Regions from separate parts of the Zea mays genome. Here region 1 is linked to region 2. A link is a contact called in public Hi-C data. All regions are on one chromosome and are shown on one strand. The core of a region is the stretch at or near the end of the contact, and the rest is flanking DNA. Distances in the headings are between cores, read along the strand shown. Region 1 holds the start of LOC100381535. Region 2 has its middle 79 kb from the start of LOC100381535.

What was found. A called contact is a pair of places that touch in the nucleus more often than the background predicts.
Region 1: a Hi-C map of endosperm shows a contact between it and region 2, with 2.9 times the contacts expected there. The contact joins the promoter of LOC100381535 here to the enhancer-like site in region 2. A contact is called at or near these places in 2 of 25 Hi-C or Micro-C datasets (ear and endosperm).

Annotation. Positions count from the first base shown.
Region 1 is chr8:84,488,952-84,492,853 of Zm-B73-REFERENCE-NAM-5.0, reverse strand. LOC100381535 reads right to left here and starts at 2,421. Exons shown (of 6, transcript NM_001361442.1): 1 at 1,974-2,421. The coding sequence starts at 2,160.
Region 2 is chr8:84,409,135-84,413,256 of Zm-B73-REFERENCE-NAM-5.0, reverse strand. No RefSeq gene overlaps it. Among protein-coding and RNA genes, the nearest start is that of LOC100381535, 79 kb to the left of the region's middle. Within about 2 kb of position 1,481, at least 7 of the 20 cell types and tissues checked have an H3K27ac peak or open chromatin away from gene starts, as enhancers often do. A contact at or near this core is called in endosperm, where this site is marked.

The sequences.
Region 1 (3,902 bases), core at 1,172-3,671, 79 kb before region 2:
AGACCCCCCGGGCGTGGCACTCCAGACTGGCTACGTTCCTGGTGACACTGGGCTTCGTGGAGGCCAAGTCAGACACGTCTCTGTTCGTCCACCACCATGGAGCAGAGACTGCCTACTTGCTCCTCTACGTGGATGACATTGTCCTCACCGCCTCCAGTCAGTCACTTCTTCACCGCCTCGTCGACGCGCTCCAACGGGAGTTTCCGGTCAAGGATCTGAGCGTGCTTCACCATTTCCTGGGGGTCACTGCTGAGCCTCGGCCCTCAGGACTCCTACTTCACCAGCGCCAGTACACTCTTGACATTCTGGAGCGGGCCAAGATGATTGACTGCAAGCCCTGCTCTACCCCAGTCGACACGCAGGCGAAGCTCTCTGGGGCCACAGGTGACCCAGTCGAGGACCCCACCGGGTACAGGAGCCTTGCCGGTGCCCTTCAGTACCTCACCTTCACTAGGCCGGACATCTCCTACGCCGTGCAGCAGGTCTGTCTCCTTATGCACGACCCTCGAGAGCCTCACCTCGCGGCTCTCAAACGCCTCCTTCGCTACCTCCGGGGCACCGTCGACTACGGGCTGCTTCTCCACCGATCTACCTCCTCCGAGCTGGTCGTCTACACCGACGCTGACTGGGCCGGGTGCCCGGACACTCGGCGCTCCACCTCCGGCTACGTCGTATTCTTAGGCGGCAACCTGGTGTCCTGGTCGTCGAAGCGCCAGCCGGTCGTCTCCCGCTCGAGTGCCGAGGCGGAGTACCGTGCTGTGGCCAACGGCGTGGCGGAGGCTGCGTGGCTCCGGCAGCTCCTCGCCGAGCTCCACAGTACCCTCTCCAGGAGCACGTTGGTCTACTGCGACAACGTCAGCGCCGTCTACCTCTCCACCAACCCGGTGCAGCACCAGCGGACCAAGCATGTAGAGATCGATCTACACTTCGTCCGCGATTATGTCGCCGCCGGTGCCGTTCGGGTCCTCCACGTCCCGACCACCTCCCAGTTTGTTGATATCTTCACCAAGGGCCTTCCGTCCTCGACCTTCACCGAGTTTCGCTCCAGCCTCAACATCAGTAGTGGCTAGTTGCGGTTGTGGGGGGATCATATGGTGTGCTGAGTGTGGTTACGTCTTCCTTTTTGAGTCCAGTCTGTGACCTCCGCTGCGTCGGAAGTTCAGACTGCGGGGGGGGGGGGGGGGGGGGGGGGGGGGGGTGTTAGAGTATATGTGCTATGTGTTTAGGCCCATGTGGCCCATGTACAACATTTCAACACTTTCAAGAACCAACAAACTCCAAAACCTGAATCTATACCAAAGTTCAATAAAATATCTCAAGACCCCAAAATTTCTAGAACTCCCCATTGCTCACCTCAAAGTCACGCCAATCAGGCTAACGCAAAGCAGGTAAACTTCTGATTTTTGAAAGAGGTAAACAAAAACCACAGAGAAGTTACCCAAATCATCCCCCCAACGTTAAATTGTTCCAAAAAATTTGGGGACTTTTGTCAACTAGACTAATAGAGCTCAAAATTCGCTCATAAAACCTTTAAAGTTAGCATAATTTATTCAGGGTTACACAAAAAAGAATAAGTCACTAGGGTCCTTGGCCTAAAATTCAGAACCGTATACACTCCCAAGTCATCCTCAGGCATCAAATCTAGCTCACAAACAGTACCTACATATGGAGCCAACTAAAATAGCAAAAAATTCATCCACGAAACCTGTTCGTGAAACAAAAGCCTATGCCTATATAGCTGAAAAGATCCGACCTTTAAAACTTTTAGCCCGAAATTCACCACGGAGGCAGCTATGAATTGCAAAGCGGTCCTAATTCCGCAAAATGAAACCATATTTCACGAATTTGGCCACATTTAAGGGTCCCCACATCCAATTTGACAGTCTAACCCAAACTAGCACCTACCACGCAATTGAGCCACAAACTTCGCAGGCAACAAGCCACCGACAGATCCAGCATCCAAGGACAATTACCTAGATGGAACTCGTGGCCACAGTGCAGCCTGGCGGTGGACCGCTCCCCGAACGCGGCGAGCACCGCGTCGAGGCAGATCGAACAGGACACCGCGGCCGCCTTGTCCTCCTTCCCGCCCGCCTCGTCCTCCACCGCCAGAGCTGCGGCGGACGCCGCCTGCTCCTTGGGCTCCGCACTGACGCCCATCCGCAACACCTCCTTTCCTCCCCTCCTCTCCTCCTCACCAACCGCGGTATTTCTTTGCCGGATCCCACCAAATCCGAGGCGGGACAGAGCTCGAAACGGACTCCCCGGACCCCGGTGACGGCGAGGCTGTCACCCCCGTCCCTCAGGCTGCTCGCGGCCTCGGGCTGCTCGCGCCCTGTCCAATCGCGAGGAGAGCGCTTGTGTGTCCCCCTCTTTCTCTCTCTCTTGCGTGGGTTCTCTCTCCTGTGTATGTGTATCTGCTTGCCGCCACGAGAAATTAGATAGACAGAGGCGGAAAAAGGATGGAAAAAAACAGGGGGCGGCGCATGGTAATAAGACCGATGTTTTGCGATGCAGTCACCTAGTATTACTGCAACTCTAACGTCCCAAACCTCAGTTACCAACTTTGAACACTATAAATTAAGGAACTATTTTTAAAGAACTATTGGATTTGGTCTAAGACCGATGTTTTGCGATGCAGTCATGCAGACCTAGTATTACTGCAACTCTAGCGTCCGGTTCTACCCTACTGCGGTTTGTCACTTGTTTAGTTTCTTAACTTATCGGTAAAAAGAAACATGTGAACAAAAGTCAGGATTATTTGCTTTTTGTAATTTAGAGCATGTTTGTTTCAGCATATAGATTATATAATTTGGATTATAATCTAGATTATAATTTAGATATATTATAATCTATATATAGTTGTTTGGTAGTCTAGATTATACAAATGTAGATTACTCACAAAGGCAACAGTACTCTTTTGTTTATTTGATATTTATACAATTATGACATTCTATCACTAGAAACAACAAGAGGCGACGCGATAATCTGCTAGCGGCGGTAAAAAAGAATGACGGTGAGAGGCACAATTGAGAATCTGATCATGTATGAGATGAGGAAACAAGAATGACATATATTGTAATTTCTATTTACATAACCATGTGTAGTGGGTCTTTTGCAAAATTAATCTCAAATAAGCTATTATTGAGCAGATTATGGGATTATCATAATCTGGGCTTTAGATTATATATATAATCTGAACCCATAATCTAGGTGTTTATTTACCTGCTGGATTATTTGTGCTGAATTATATAATCTGGAGAGATTATAATTTGAAATAAACATGGCCTTATATAAGATGGTGTTGAGCACAAAAGTGACGGACGGTCCGGCCCTTGGACCCGGACAGTCCGCGCGCCCCGCGATTATATTAACTCGGGTGATTATCCATGTAATCACGTGGGCGTTGTTGGCTACCGTCTAGGAACAGGTCTAGACCTCCTCCCCTATAAATATAAAGGGTACGGCCGATTGAGAAGCCCCGAACATATTTCAATCGAAACAATTACTTTCTTTATCATTATATCCTAGGAGTAGATGTAGCATAATCTAGTTATAGCTTTCTACATATGCACCTCCACCACTATTCGACTCTACGTCGTCTTGGGTAGCCTATCGACCCTTAGACAACTCTAGAATCTTACTCCTCCCGTGGGGCAAGATCTAGTTATTCATTCAAAACACTATATCCCGACTGCCTTAGAATAGGGTTTAATTAAATCTGGACTGTTGTTCTCAGATCTTGCAGTCGAGATTCCATACCAGTTCGATTTAAAATCAATCTAATATGAGCGCTCGATTGGCAATCCAATGGCTCCGGTTTCACGATACCTCTTCGACCGCGTATAATTGATAAAGAACCCCTCAGTTTGTTCTTATTTAACCCGTAGCCTACACCAGTT
Region 2 (4,122 bases), core at 232-2,731:
TTATATTTGATATCCTGTAGTCTAATTTGAGCACTGCTGGTTAATTCCTAACTTGCTAAAGGATATTCTGCAGTAAATCATGTATTCGACTGTACACTTTACGTTGCACATAATTGGACCTTTTATTCACAGTATGACATCTGCCTACACTATAGAACTATGGACATGATAGATCATCTACCTACACTACAGAACTCTCATACTGTATTGGTTGCCCTATCACTTTATTTTGTTGTTTGGGGTTAAAGCAAATTGAGCCTCTAGCTTTTGAAAAAAACAAGATGATGGTGGAGGGTTTCCTTGCGCTCAACTTAAGATTCTTAAATAAAAATGTCCACTTCTCGCATGTATTGCATTTATATAGTGGTGTGTTCATTCTGATTTTACTTAGTTAACTCTGAGATGTCCATTTAGATTTCCACCGCTTGTTTGAAATATATTGCCCATTTAGAAAAAAAACATATACTGTCTACAAAATAGTCTAAAAATAAGATTTAGGTTATCTATAATTTTAAGTTAGCCGTATGATTTACTGGGACGAGTTCTCTACCTATTTGCATGTCCCTCTGTTAAAGTTGTTGAAATACATGTTTTACTAAAGGTTGAAATATCGAGGCATCAGTCAAGGGATTATTGTTGGATCCCTTAACCATTATGTCAAAAGGCGTTTGCCTGGTTTGAATCGGCGTAAAAGCATTAGTGATGCCATCAAGTGTCTTTTGGCTCATTAGTTCTTTATTGATCTGAGTTGTCTTATACCAGGATAGGACGTATTAGGACTACTTTGTAATACTTAAGAAATTTCTGATAGGGCGCCCCTATCTTTTTTATAAATTTGGGCCAAAGCTAAAAGGGGTAAGCTTATGACAAAACTAAAGCGGAGCGGGGAGATAGCGTGTACTATCTAGAATACGCGATTCTTTCCTGCGTACATACATATACAAATATAAAAACATATATGCATTTGCTTGCGCTGTAGCACGCTTTATGCCTTGGCCTTGTAGATACGTGAAGAATAGCATAATATGCTAAGCATGGGCGAGTTAATTAATTAATCGGATGGGATGTACTAGTATCCTCCAGCCGGTTCCAGAAGCACGCTCCGAATCATGGGATGATGAAGAAACGAGGGATGCTCTGTATTTGTACACAAGAAAAGAAAAGAGGACGTTGAGACTGAGGACATTGAGTTCCAAGGAGCTTGCCTCAGAGCTGAAGCCAGAGCGCGCAGCGCAGGGCGTCATCCAAGTAAGGTCCATCCATGTAAATTGCAAAAACTATAGGGTGTCATCAGCAAAAAAAACATTCACTCCTGGGCCCTGGGTTTCCTTTTCCTTGCACCTAACCACGCACACAAGTGCAGGTGCAGCCATCTGATCTGACCTTGATCTCTCTCAGCGTCTCGGTAGCTGCAGCGTGGTGTGGACGCGCAGGCAAAAGGAGGCGGAGACGTGTCCGCAGCGAATCCGCTTTTACGACCTGTGGACCCGGACTGCGTCAGTGGTCACGGCACGGGTTGGGCTGGCCGTGCCCGTGAGTCGTGCATGAGGTCGGGTTGGCGTGCTACCGCACAAAGGTTTGACTACGGGGGGAGACGCGGTGAGCGCGTGCAAAAGAGGATGACGTGCGCAGAGCCCAAGCTCCCTTGTGGCCAACGACGTCACCCACGGTGGCAACGTGACTGTACGACTTGGGCATGCCGCATGCCTCGTGCCAGTGTGCGTGGGTGGAGTGGGTGTGGGCCAACACGCAAACACGGTCCATTAAGAGCTCCAAGTGGAAATGCAAAAAAAAAAAAACCCAAAAACTGAATATGGAGGGCATATTTAACGTTATGTAGGGGTGAAACAAATGGTAACTCCAACAGTTCCCTCAAAATAAAAAACCAAAAATAAAACTGTGCCAACTTTTAAAAATCGCTGGCCCATTTTGCCTAAATCGCAGCCTATTTATTACGTACCATTGGTTTTTTACTTTTACGTTGTCTGGTAGCCGTACTCAGCCGCCGCCAGGTGCCACTCGCGTGGGATTTCACGCGCAGGAGGAGATCGACAAATCATCACATCACGACGGGAAGTTTTCAACGGTTAGTTTTCAAGTATGTTTTTTCTCTCCGTCGTGATATAGCTTTTTGCATCTTAGCTTGACTATAATCAGGAATTTTATGAATAAAACGGATTTTTTGACGTCTTTGATTAGATTGGTTATGACTCGACGTCTTTGATTAGATTGGTTATGACTCGACTAAGCCTTTCAATACAACTAGTATTGGAATCGTCATCAGATGAGAAAGATGATGATTATTTTCTCGCTGTAACGCATGTGGCCACAAATGTGAATGAATCCGATGGTGAAAAGAAATATCGTGGTTCTATTCAAGGGCATCGAGTCCTTCGGCGAGACAGAATAGCTGGACATCATATGCTATATCAAGATTATTTTTCAGAGAATCCTACGTACGGACATTGCTATTTACGACGCCGGTATGCATATATTACATATATATATTTTGCATTTTTTAAAAAATTAGTGTACGCATGCGTCTTATTAATCTTTAAATGCAGGTTTCGAATGAGGCGTACATTTTTTGAACGCTTATGGAAACGGGTAGAACAACATGATGCATATTTTGTGCAAAAAAGGAATGTTGCTGGTATACTTGGTCTTTCTAGTTTGCAAAAGGTTACCGCGGCATTTCGGATGCTAACTTATGGAGTTGCAGCTGATGCTACGGATGATTATATTCGTATTGGGGAGAGTACGCCTATTGAAAGTTTAGGAAGATTTATAAGTGGTGTTGTGGGCATATTTGGTGGTGAGTACTTGCGTTCACCTAATGAAGATGACACTAGTAGATTACTTGCCATTGGCGAAAGTAGAGGATTTCCTGGTATACTTGGATCCATTGATTGTATGCATGGGAGGTCGAAAAATTATCCATCGACATGGCAAGGTATGTACACAGGACATGTTCATGAACCAACAATTATACTAGAAGCTGTCGTAGATAAAGATCTTTGGATTTGGCATCCATTATTTGGGATGTCTGGTTCGCACAACGACATCAACATTTTGCATAGGTCGTCTTTGTTCGCACGGCTAGCTGAAGGTCAAGCTCCACGGGTCAATTATACCCTTAATAACAACGAATATACAATGGGTTATTATCTAGCAGATGACATATATCCCTCGTGGGCTATATTTATGAAGACCATACCTGAACCACAAGGTAACAAGAAGAAATATTTTGCCACTGCACAAGAAGCTTGTAGGAAAGACGTGGAAAAATATTTTGGGATTCTTTAGTCTCGTTTCGCTATCGTTAGGGGCCAGCTCGTTTCTGGGACGAGCACACTCTTGGACTAATCATGAGGGCTTGTATCATTATGCACAATATGATAGTAGAGGACGAGCGTGAGGACGAAGATGATTTCAATTATGATGGGGTGGGAGAAAAGCTGAAGATTTCTCGTGACGAAACACCAGAACTAGATGAGTTCATACAAAATTATAAGAAAATAAAGGATAAACATACTCACAGTAAGCTTCAAGATGATCTCATTGAGCACTTGTGGCAACATCATCCAGACCTCTACAAAAATTTCTTTATGTTCATTTGTTCTTTGGATACTTTTACTTTAAATAATTCACATACATTTTGTAATTTTCTTGGATTTATGTTCTAGTTTAATAATATTTATGGTTCACATACTTAGTCCTTTATGTGCCTTCGCTGGAATGACAACTACATAACCAGGACAAAGTATATCTATTGCAATGACTACTCGGAACCAGAATAGGGAAACAAATAACATGAACCGACATATGCACTATCAGGCTACATGAGCAGCAAAGCGCTAAACATATACTAAATGTCACAAATGACAACAACTGGAATATGCAGTAACAGACTACATGAAAATGCACTAACTCCATCAATATTTATTTTCTCCATAGATTTGCAGTAACTCCATGGCATGCTGGCCACCACCCAATAACTAAGTTAAATAAACAAATGTCAGGAACTAAGATAAATACACAAATGTGAAAGAAGAGTGACACAAAGTAATCAAACCTAAGTTGAAGGTGTAGCTTCATTTCTCATGATCTTAGCCCGTAAGC